Linked DNA regions of Cricetulus griseus: region 1 is linked to region 2. Evidence: chromatin contacts called from public Hi-C data. All regions are on one chromosome and are shown on one strand. Each heading gives the region's core, a stretch centred on a gene start, on an enhancer-like site or on the middle of the called end of the contact. The rest is flanking DNA. Distances are from core to core; before and after follow the strand shown.

Region 1 (5,219 bases), core at 217-2,716, 41 kb after region 2:
TAGCCCTGGGCTTCATGTCCTCGGCTCAAGGACTGATGGAGAAGCCCGGCGACTGACCACAGGAACCCACCCTGTGCTTCTCTGGGAAGTTGGGTCTTTTTAAGCATGTAACTCTCAAACAGCCAATTAGCCAACCTCCCCTTTGTGTGGTGGGAGAGTCAATGCCAGAGGCTGGGTCAGATTGTCACTAAGTTCTTCTAACTCCAGGGTGCTGGACAATTTTGAAAACATGTCATAGCCATGGAGGAAACGGAATTAGGGGGACAGCGCCTTGCCTTCCTGGGCGCCCCAAGTTGGAGACAAAGACAAGGAGAATGAAAGCGGAGGATCTCTGGGGTCCCGTGAGGGAGGGGATCTGAGTTGGAATGGGATGGCATTTTGGGGGGATGAGGGCACACGGATCAGCAGCATCTAGGGCAGTGAGTGTCAGCCTGCATTCCCCTCCTTCAGGATCAACGGGTGCTATGAAGCACTCTCAGGCGGAGCCACCACAGAGGGCTTTGAAGACTTCACAGGAGGCATTGCTGAGTGGTATGAGTTGAGGAAGCCTCCTCCCAACTTGTTCAAGATCATTCAGAAGGCTCTGGAGAAAGGCTCTCTTCTCGGCTGCTCCATCGACGTAAGTCCTCAACACCCTGGAAACGCCCAGTCTACTGTGGCTTAGGGAAAGCCCTGACAGCATCCAGGAGCTATTAAGAACTTTAGCGCATCCCTTGTTCTCCTTGCTGCTCATCTCTAGAAGCCAGGAGTTGCTAGGCAATAGCAAGGCTGTCTGAGTGCATTTGGTATAGAGATGGTGCCTCCAGCCCTTCTGTCCCCAGCCCATTTTCCATTCTAGCTCCGCTCTGAATCACCCGACTCACAGAACCCAGGAAAGTCCCCCAACCCCTTCTGCAGGTCTCGAGACCTTCTCCCCCACTTTCAGGGCTGTGTGAGCTGCCCGGCAGCTTCTCACTCTGCCCCAGTGCCCATGGGACCTGGAGAAGACTTTAGAGAGTACCAGAAGGAATTGTTTCCCCAAAATAGCTCTGCAGGGGAGATGCAACAACAGGGAGATGTCGGAAAGTGGGCATGGTCCAGGCCCCAGGAGTTTCCCAAGGCTGTGCCCAAATGGTGGGAAAGAAGTGGTTTTTGAGGAATTAGCGATCCAATACTCGGCTTCTGAACTGAGGCTGGAGATAAAATTGCCATCGTGTGCAAATGAGCTGGGCGGGGTGGCGTGGGAGACCAGAGCATCTTGGCCACAGATGCCCACTGGGTGTCTGTCATTAGGGCCCCCACGGGCTCTTGCCTCGAAAGGGAGTCCCTTCACGCCCTCTCCATCCAGAAGATGGCTGGGGGAGCGGGAATGGGTGCGCCAACTTGCTCCTTGGCGATCAGCAACTGAAAGTGGCACGGGGCTCCCCCAGGTGGCAGGATGGATGTGCAGAGTTCCCCAGGCTGGGCCCCGCCCCCGTGCCTTGTGCGTTCCCTTGGGCGGTTTGTATTAGAGTTGGAGCAGCTGCTTTCTGTGTTTGCAGATCACCAGTGCTGCGGATTCGGAGGCAGTCACGTACCAGAAGCTGGTGAAAGGACATGCGTACTCCGTCACCGGAGCCGAGGAGGTACTGGACCTCGGGAGTCCTTTCCCCACCCCCACCCCGGCACCCCGGCACGTGGCTGTCCTGGGTGGGGCCTCCAGGCTCGCATCAGCCCAGCGCGCGCTGCCCCCTGCTGGCTACAGAGGCTGCTGCAGATTTAATGTCTGAGTCCGTTTTTAAAACAAAACCCAAACACAGCACTTCGCATCTGTCTGGTATTTTATACTCTTTAAAACAATGCTAGTGGGCATGGTGCCTCATATCTGCAATCCTAGCCTTTGTCTTCCGTGTGCTAGGGCTGTTGGGTTTTTTTTTTTTTTGGATTTTTTTAAGATTACTTTTTTTATGTGTATTTCAACATTGCTAAGTTTTGCCACTTATTCTGTCTCCATATGCATGGCTGGTTTTTTTCTTCCTAGCTATTTACAAGTGAGCTGCAGGTATGGTGGCATGGGCCTGTAGTCCCAGTTACTTCAGTGCGGAGAACGAGGGTCACTTGAAACCATGAGTTCAGGGCCAGCCTGGGTAACCCAATGGAACCTTGTCTTAAAACAAAAACAAAACAAAAAAACAAACAAACAAACAAAAACTCTGCATCTTCCTTTTCATCCAATGCCTTTAAGCAAATGAGAAAGCTTCTCTGAGAGCCCTAAAGGACATCCTATTCCAGCTAGTTAAATGAGGGTTAGCCATAACACCCAAACACAGACACCAGGGCAGCCCAGGCTGTTTACACCTCAGGCTGCTAACAAAGATTAAAGCCAGATCTTGGGAGCTTTCTTTGGTGTAGTTATTTATTTTTGCTTTGGAGAGGTGATGTTGTTTGTTTTGTTTTGTGTTCAGATGGAATCTGAGTACATAGATCTGGCTTCCCTGGAATTTAGGGGGAAGCCTCCTGGGTGCCTGGAGTTTAATTCTCATTTTCCAAACCTGGGCAACAGTGATAGTCTGAGGGTCAAGCCCCTCCCAGCTTCTGTGAGGCTCCTCTGCCCACTTGGTTCACTACGAAGGCGGGTGTAGGTCCGAGCCCCTCCAAGCCTGCATGTGTAGGTGGAGTTTTCTGAAGGACTGCTGATTAGCTCCCAAATAACCACACAGGGACTTAATTATAAATGCTCGGCTGATAGCTTAGGCTTGTTTTTAGCCTGCTCTTATAACTTAAATTAACTCATTTCTATTAATCTCTGTGCTGCCCCAGGCTCATTTACCTCATGTATGTACTTCCCACCCTGCTCACTCTGCATCTCAGAGCATCTCCTCTGACTCTGCCCTTCTTCTCAACAACATTCTCTCTGCCCCCCAAATCCTGCCTAGCTGTCAGCCAATCAGCTTTTTATTAAAAATACAAGCAACATGCCTGCAGAGTGTACAGAAGGGCTATTCCACAGCATGCATGGTCCTCAGCCTCTGCCTCGTTGGCTCTTTCAGGTTGAAAGCTCAGGAAGCCTGCAGAAGTTGATCAGAATCCGGAATCCCTGGGGACAAGTAGAGTGGACCGGGAAATGGAATGACAAGTGAGAAGGGAGCAGGGTGGGGTGGGGGAGGGGGAGGGGTGAGCCAGGGTTCAGGAAGGGGGGTCAGGGTATGGGATGTGCCAGAATGTGGGGGACAGAGTGTGGGGGCAGGGTGTGGTGAACCAGGGTGTGGGTGGGCCAGTGTATGGGGTGGGCCAGGGTGTGGGTAGGTCAGGGTGCATGCATTCTATTAGGACCTGTTGCAGCCCAGAGAGGAGGCACTGTGTGAGGTGCCAAGAATTGAGGTTCTGTGGTCACTCACTGATCACATCAAGTGGGTCCCATGGATGTACTAGGTTCTGTGCTCCTTGGTTATGCTTTGTGTTTCTCAGTGGGGTCTGGGTCCAGGTGGAGTATGATAGCCTCCTACAGGAGGTCTAGGCCCTCAGCAGGGAGAGTGGGTGTGCTCGCTCCTTAGCATTTGGGGACTGTGGAGAGAAATGGCCATTGTCACACACTCATTCCTAAGGCGTCTCCTATCACTTTGCTTTCCAGCTGCCCCAGCTGGAACACGGTTGACCCAGAAGTGAGGGCAAGGCTGACTGAACGACAGGAGGATGGAGAGTTCTGGTAAGACAGTGGGGGCTCCGGGGGAAGAGCCCCGCCCCCAGTGTACTCCTCATAGGAAAGTTGCTAACCAGAGCATCCGCCAGAAATGTATTCAACATGCCGAGGGCATTGGTGTGGCATCCTAGCTTTGCCATTCCTAAGTGCGAGGCAAGGCATTATACTTCTGTAATCCCAGCACTCTAGAAACTGAGGCAGAGGGCTCTCAAATCAGAGACCAAGCTGCTTACCCCAGGCTATCTAGCAAGAACTTGTTTCCAATAACAGAGAAAAAATTCTCCATACATTCCTAAACAACTTTTAAATCTCTTCAATTTGTCCATCTCAGTAGTGAGGTTAATACTCTGAGCAATGTCACAAGGACTGAGAGAAATTCCTTCAGTAATGGTCAGACCCCAAGAGAAAACAAAGATGGGACCTTTCTTCCCACTAGTCTCTAAAGAGATACCCAGGCTCATTAAGAAGCCAACCCCAAGGCGAAGGGATGGCTTAGTGGTTAAGAGCTCTCTCTGCCAATGCAGACCCGAGTTCAGTTCCCAGCCCCACAGGGTAGCTCACAATTGCTGGTAACTCTAGTTCCGGGGGACCTCACCTTCCCAGGCTCCTGAATGTATGTGGTGCACACAAACCAGTGTAAGAAGTCTTAAAACTAATAGAAGTCTTTTAAAAAAAGAAAGAAAGAAAGAAAGAAAGAAAGAAAGAAAGAAAGAAACCAGTTCCTTAGTGAACAGAGGAGGACCGCGTGTGTGCATTGCGCCCACGGAACACCTGCCATGGTTACTGTTTACCCTGACAGCCCATGTGTAGTCTCAGCTGGTATTTATTCATGGCTTTCATTCCCCATCTGAGAGCTCTGGGATGCAAAGAGAGCTCATCCATTTGCTCAAAGTCACCCACTTGGAAAGTGGCAGTTACAGGGCTAGATTTCTGAGTCTGTGGCTCTAGTGCCTACCACTGGGGCTCACCCAGCTCCGAGTCTGACCAGGTAGAAGGCCAAGGCTGGCTCCGTGTCTCCTGTAACTCGGGGCAGACACACTGTCTCTGCTTTGCCAGGATGTCCTTCGGTGACTTCCTGAGGCACTACTCTCGCCTGGAGATCTGCAACCTGACCCCTGACACCCTCACCTGTGACTCCTACAAGAAGTGGAAACTCACCAAGATGGACGGGAACTGGAGGAGAGGCTCCACTGCAGGAGGCTGCAGGAACTACCCAAGTAAGGGGCGTGGCCACTGCAGGAACTACCCAAGTAAGGGGCGTGGCCACTGTAGGAACTACCCAAGTAAGGGGCGTGGCCACTGTAGGAACTACCCAAGTAAGGGGCGTGGCCACTGAGGCTGCAGCCATGGCATCCCACCCTGACGGTCAGCCTCCTCCTCTCCCTTCTCCACTAGCTGTGGTCTCGAAGCTCTGTTTTCCCAGCCACATTACTTCCTGAATTCATTTGCTGTGAAAAACCCTTTGGGCCCCAGATCTTCTGGTGCCCGTGACCCTCTTCTGGTTTATAGAGGCCGTGCTAAGTCCCAGCTCATAACCAGCTAGCCTAGGCCGTCACACACT
Region 2 (4,893 bases), core at 1,247-3,746:
TACCACTGTAGTTAAGACAGTATAAGAACACAGAATGGAAACTTAGTCTCATTCTGATTTATAAGTTTTTCCTCCTTTAACATGACATTGGCTATAAGTTTGCTGTGCATATGGCCTTTCTTATGTCCCTCAAGACTCTTAGCATGAAGAGGTGCTAGAATGGTTAATCCTGACTGTCAACTGTTGGGATTGAGATCACCTGACCTTTGACAATTATACCAAGAGAGTAAGTTGGAGAAAAGACAGTCTCTTCGAAAATGTGGGAACTGGATACCCACTGTGGAGTAATAAAACTATCTCCCACCCTGTACAAAAATAAATTCAAAATAGATCAAAGTCCTTAATACAGGAGGTGAAAATTTGAAACCGTGGGTAAGGAATGTTTGAAGGTTCAGGCACAAGCAAAGATTTTCTAAGGACTCTAATAGCTCAGGAAGAGATAGCAAGAATTGGCAAATGGGGTTGAATCAATTTAAAGTGATTTTGCACAGCAAAGGAACCAATTAACTGAGCAAAGAGAACCTAAAAGTGTGGGAGACAATTTTTGCCAGCTATACATCTGACAGAGAATTAATATCCAGAATCTACAAGAAACACCAAAAATTAAATACAAAATCCAATCAGTAAATGGACAAATTAAATGAACAGACAGTCCCTGAGGATGAAGCAAAAGACAAGGCATATATTGGCATCCTTAGCCATCAGGGAAATTTACACAGACTCCATCTCACTGTAGTCAGAATGGCTATCATCAAGAAAAGCACCAATAGATTCTGACCAGAATACGGGTGAAGGGGCACTATAGGCTACTGTAGGAATGTAAGTTAGTGAATCCATTATGAAAATCAGTTTAGAGGTACCTCATAAAACAGAACTACTATATCAGCTATGTAAACCAAGCCAAGGAGTCTAAATTAACTTCCAATGAAGACCTGCATACCATGTACCATTGCACGATTCACAACAGCCAGGCCGTGAGGGTGGCCTAGGAGTCAGTTCAGCCATCAGTAGATGAATGGGCAAAGAAAATGTGCTGCCTTTACACAGCAGAGCTGTATCCAGCCACAAAGAATGAAATTGTATTGTTTTCAGGTAAATGATGGAGCCAAAGATCACCGTGGTGGGCAAAACAAGCGTCTCCCTCTCCCTCTCCTCTCTCTCTCTCTCTCTCTCTCTCTCTCTCTCTCTCTCTCTCTCTCGCTCTCTCTCTCTCCCTCCCTCCCTCTCCCTCTCCTTCTCTCTCCCCCCTCTCTCTATGTATCTCTCTCTCTCTCTCTCTCTCTCTCTCTCTCTCTCTCTCTCTCACACACACACACACACACACACACACACACACACATTTTCTCCGATCCGTGCTCCTCCTCTGGCGTGCCAGGATGACAGAAAGGTACCACCACACTCAGTTTCAGAATCAGAAGTTGAAAATAATAGCAACATATGAATGTACCAGGGTCCAGGTCCAAGAATGGGGACAAGGGGAAGAGAAGGGAGGAAAGGACATAAGGGCGGGGGGGGGGGGGTCCTTTATGTGAATATTTGAGAATGTCACGTCACAATGAAACCGATTGCTTTGTACACCTAATACATGCTAGTAATTAATTCCAAGAGAGAGAGGAGAGGAACCCACAGTCTAGTGAACAGTTAGGCAGGTATTTGTGGCACCAGGGACAAGTATTCTCACAGAAGTCATGTAATAGGAGCTGAGGGGGCTGGAGCGGTGTCTTGGTAGTTAAGAGCGCTAACTGTGCATGACTTCTGTACAAGATGAGGACTGGACTTCCTACTCCCAACACCCACCTAAAATCTGGGCGTGGCCCTGCACACACCGGTAACTGCAGCATTGAGCTGGGTAGAGACAGAAGAATAGAAGGGGTTTGCTGGCTGACTGCCTAGCTGACGATGTGACGGAGTCCCAGTCCTCAAGGCAGAGGATGGTAGAGAGGGACACCCAGTGCCCCGCTCCGGCCCCTGTGAGAGGCGCATGCAGCCCTCCACATACACAAATAAAAATAATACAACAATGAATAGAATTAAATTTTAAAGTACCAAGAGAACAGCTTCACTCATCCGCAACTGTGTCTTCTGGCTTATAGCGCCCACATCTCAGGAGACACAAGTCACACTCCTAATGTGACTTGCATTTCAATTAGTCCCAAGTCTATTCGGGGCACTCCCTTCGGGATATGAGTCAGCAGGCGGAGGCCTCCCCACAGAACCTGCTCAGGACAGAGTGGCTGCTCTTCAGTTCATTCCGACTAGACTAGGCACAGCCGAAGGAGCAGAGGCAGAATGAGCTTCCTCGGGGGATTCTAGAAGCCCCAGACCCGGCCCGGCCCTGGCCCTGGCACCAAGCACTCCTAGCACCAAGGGCTGGGCCTCCGCTGGGCTGTCAGCCTTCACTACTCGGACCCCTGCTGCTCAGCCACAGATACTAGACTAGGTGCATGGGAGGGAAGGTCCTTGCTCTCCCCTCAGAGCCTCGGCTTTTGTGAATATTGAGGAATTTGGGTTGTGAGTCAGAAGCTGTGGGGGACACATATCTGAGCGTGACTCAGCCCCAGGCTCAGCTCGGAGGTTCCTCCCAGAATATGCCCTTTTTTGGCCCCAGCCGGGGTTTCCCTCCTCTCTCCTTAGGTGCTCATGGGCAGAGCTTGGACCGGCCTCAGATAAGCGCTACAACTCTGAGGCTCGCTCCCCACGAGGGCTGGGTGCAAGGAATGTCTCTCCGGGACTTCAGATCGGGGGGGGGGGGGGATGGAGGGAGGGGCACCAGTTAACCTGCTCTAGGTGTGCCTGAGAACCCACGCTAATGTTCTAATGAACGCACAACCCAAGCCCGTAGAAAACTCTCCTTCTTGGGTGTATAAAGGAAAAAAGGAAGGGGGGGAAGAAAAGGAGGGGCAAGAGGGAGGGGCAAAAGGGAGGGGACCGGAAGAGAGGAAGTCTCCTCCAGCTGAAGCACGCTGGTTATTTTACCCCAGATCCTAGGTGTATTCACTAGTGGTCCCTGGGATGGGAAGTTAAAAGCACACTCCGGGTAGGTTTTGAGGCAGACAGGGCAGAATGCCCTACACAAAGACACAAGCAGGGGGAGAGGGCAGCTGTGTCCGGGACAGCGGCGGGGAAGGGGGGCAGGGAGGTGATGTGGAGAGAAGAGAGAAAGAAGAGTTGGCTAGGGGACGGGGTGACCTAACACTAGTCAGGGTGTTAGGCTTCCAGAGTGTCAGGAAGCCACAGAAGCGAAGTGACCAGTGTCAGCCAGCCCTGCAGTCTGCAGTGTGCTGTGACAGTGCACCGTCCCTCAGTCCTCTACATCCAGGACCTGAATTCCCAGCTGCAGTCCCGTCTTCACATCCAGAGCCACAACTCCCCAGCTGCAGGGTCCTGGGGAAGTAACTGGATCTCTAGATACCTCCGTTTTCTCAACTGTAAATGTGGCAAGGATGGCTCAGTGGGCTGCGGTGAGCAGCTGGTGAATAAATATGCGGCAAACATTTGAAAAGGAGAGATGGGCTCCCCAGCCGGCTCCAGCCAGTGATAGCACACAGAGGTTTGGACTGACCATTTCTACCGGGGAAGAGCTCCACCCAGCTGGCTTTATTCTGGAGTCTCCATCTGGGAGCTACGCTGTACTCTAGGGGTCCTTCAGCCCCACAGTTTTTCTTCCCTCTTCATTGCTCTTGTAAGGTCTTCCTGGCCGTCTGAAGGCTTTGTCTCCTGCTCTCTATATTTTCACAGTTGGTACCCCCAAAGCCTCTTGCATCTTTTGTTGCGTGTCTTCTGAGACATTGTCTTACTCTATACCCCACGCTGGCCTCAAACCCGTAGCAACCCCCAGTGCCTCAGACTCCCAGGAGTTGAGATTACAGGTGTGAATCACCAAGCCCTGCTCTCTTGGACCTCTGTTCCAGTTTGCTTTCTGTTGCTGTGATACAAAGCATAACCAGAAGGCAATTGAAGGAAGTAAATGTCTAATGGGCTTAGAGGTTACAGTTCATCATGGAGGGAAGCCAAGGTAGGAACTCAAGGCAGGAACTTGAAGCAGAAGCCAAGGAGGAAATTGCTTCCTAGCTTGTTCCCTCTGGCTTTCTCAGCCACCTTTCTTAAACAGCGCAGGGCAACTTGCCTAGGAATGACAACTGCTCATAGTGGGCCGGGCCCTCCTACATCAATTAGCAATCAAGAAAATGGCATGCCCACCTGATAGAGGCAATTCTTCAGCCTCGGTGTGTCAAGCTGACAATGAAGATCGCGTATCACAACTTCTAACTTTGTGTGTGAGGGGTTGTTGGTTTTTGTTTTGTTTTTTACAGAGGATAATTTGCTTTCTAGAGGACACGAATTAGTGCACTCAGTTAAACGTAATTCTTTGCTATTGGACTGGTCAGAGTGTTAGTATTCAGGCACCTGTCTTGGCCTGCCCTTGAGGTTCAGACAGGATACACCTCAGCTGCAGCCACTAAGAGCACCACTGCGCCTATTCACTGTTTCCTTTAAAAAAGGCCCTGCCCACCTTCCATCCTACCCCACCCCTCTCTCCCTCTCCCATCTCTCTCTCTCTCTCTCTCTCTCTCTCTCTCTCTCTCTCTCTCTCTCTCTCTCTGCCCCTTTCCTCTCTCCAGCCCCCCTCCCCTTTCCCCTTTTTATGATCCTTTTCCCAAAAACAAAAACAAAAAACAAAAAAAGCCAAACCTCTGCTTGGACCCTGATGAACAGCATCTTTCTCTTCTTGTGCTGCTTTTCTTAAATTACAACACAGAGTCCTTAACATACCAACATCATTATGGCTCATCAAGAGGCAAATTGAGCCAGGGTTGGTGGCGTGCACCTTTAATCCCAGCACTCGGGAGGCAGAGGCAGGTGGATCTCTGTGAGTTCGAGGCCAGCCTGGTC

Evidence for each region. Hi-C and Micro-C count contacts between places; a contact is called where the count stands out from the background.
Region 1: a contact with region 2 is called in a Hi-C map of the CHO-K1 cell line, with 5 times the contacts expected there. The contact joins two enhancer-like sites. A contact is called at or near these places in 6 of 8 Hi-C or Micro-C datasets (the CHK-Q cell line, the CHL-YN cell line, the CHO-K1 cell line and 2 more).

What each region holds. Positions count from the first base shown.
Region 1 is chr5:11,964,910-11,970,128 of CriGri-PICRH-1.0, forward strand. Capn2 (calpain-2 catalytic subunit) reads left to right here. Exons shown (of 22, transcript XM_035445361.1): 5 at 451-619; 6 at 1,521-1,604; 7 at 3,009-3,094; 8 at 3,590-3,664; 9 at 4,715-4,875. Among named protein-coding and RNA genes, the nearest start is that of Capn2, 32 kb to the left of the region's middle. Within about 2 kb of position 1,467, at least 2 of the 6 cell types and tissues checked have open chromatin away from gene starts, as enhancers often do. A contact at or near this core is called in the CHO-K1 cell line, where this site is marked.
Region 2 is chr5:11,922,740-11,927,632 of CriGri-PICRH-1.0, forward strand. It overlaps the pseudogene LOC100754457. Among named protein-coding and RNA genes, the nearest start is that of Capn2, 11 kb to the right of the region's middle. Within about 2 kb of position 2,497, at least 3 of the 6 cell types and tissues checked have open chromatin away from gene starts, as enhancers often do. A contact at or near this core is called in the CHO-K1 cell line, where this site is marked.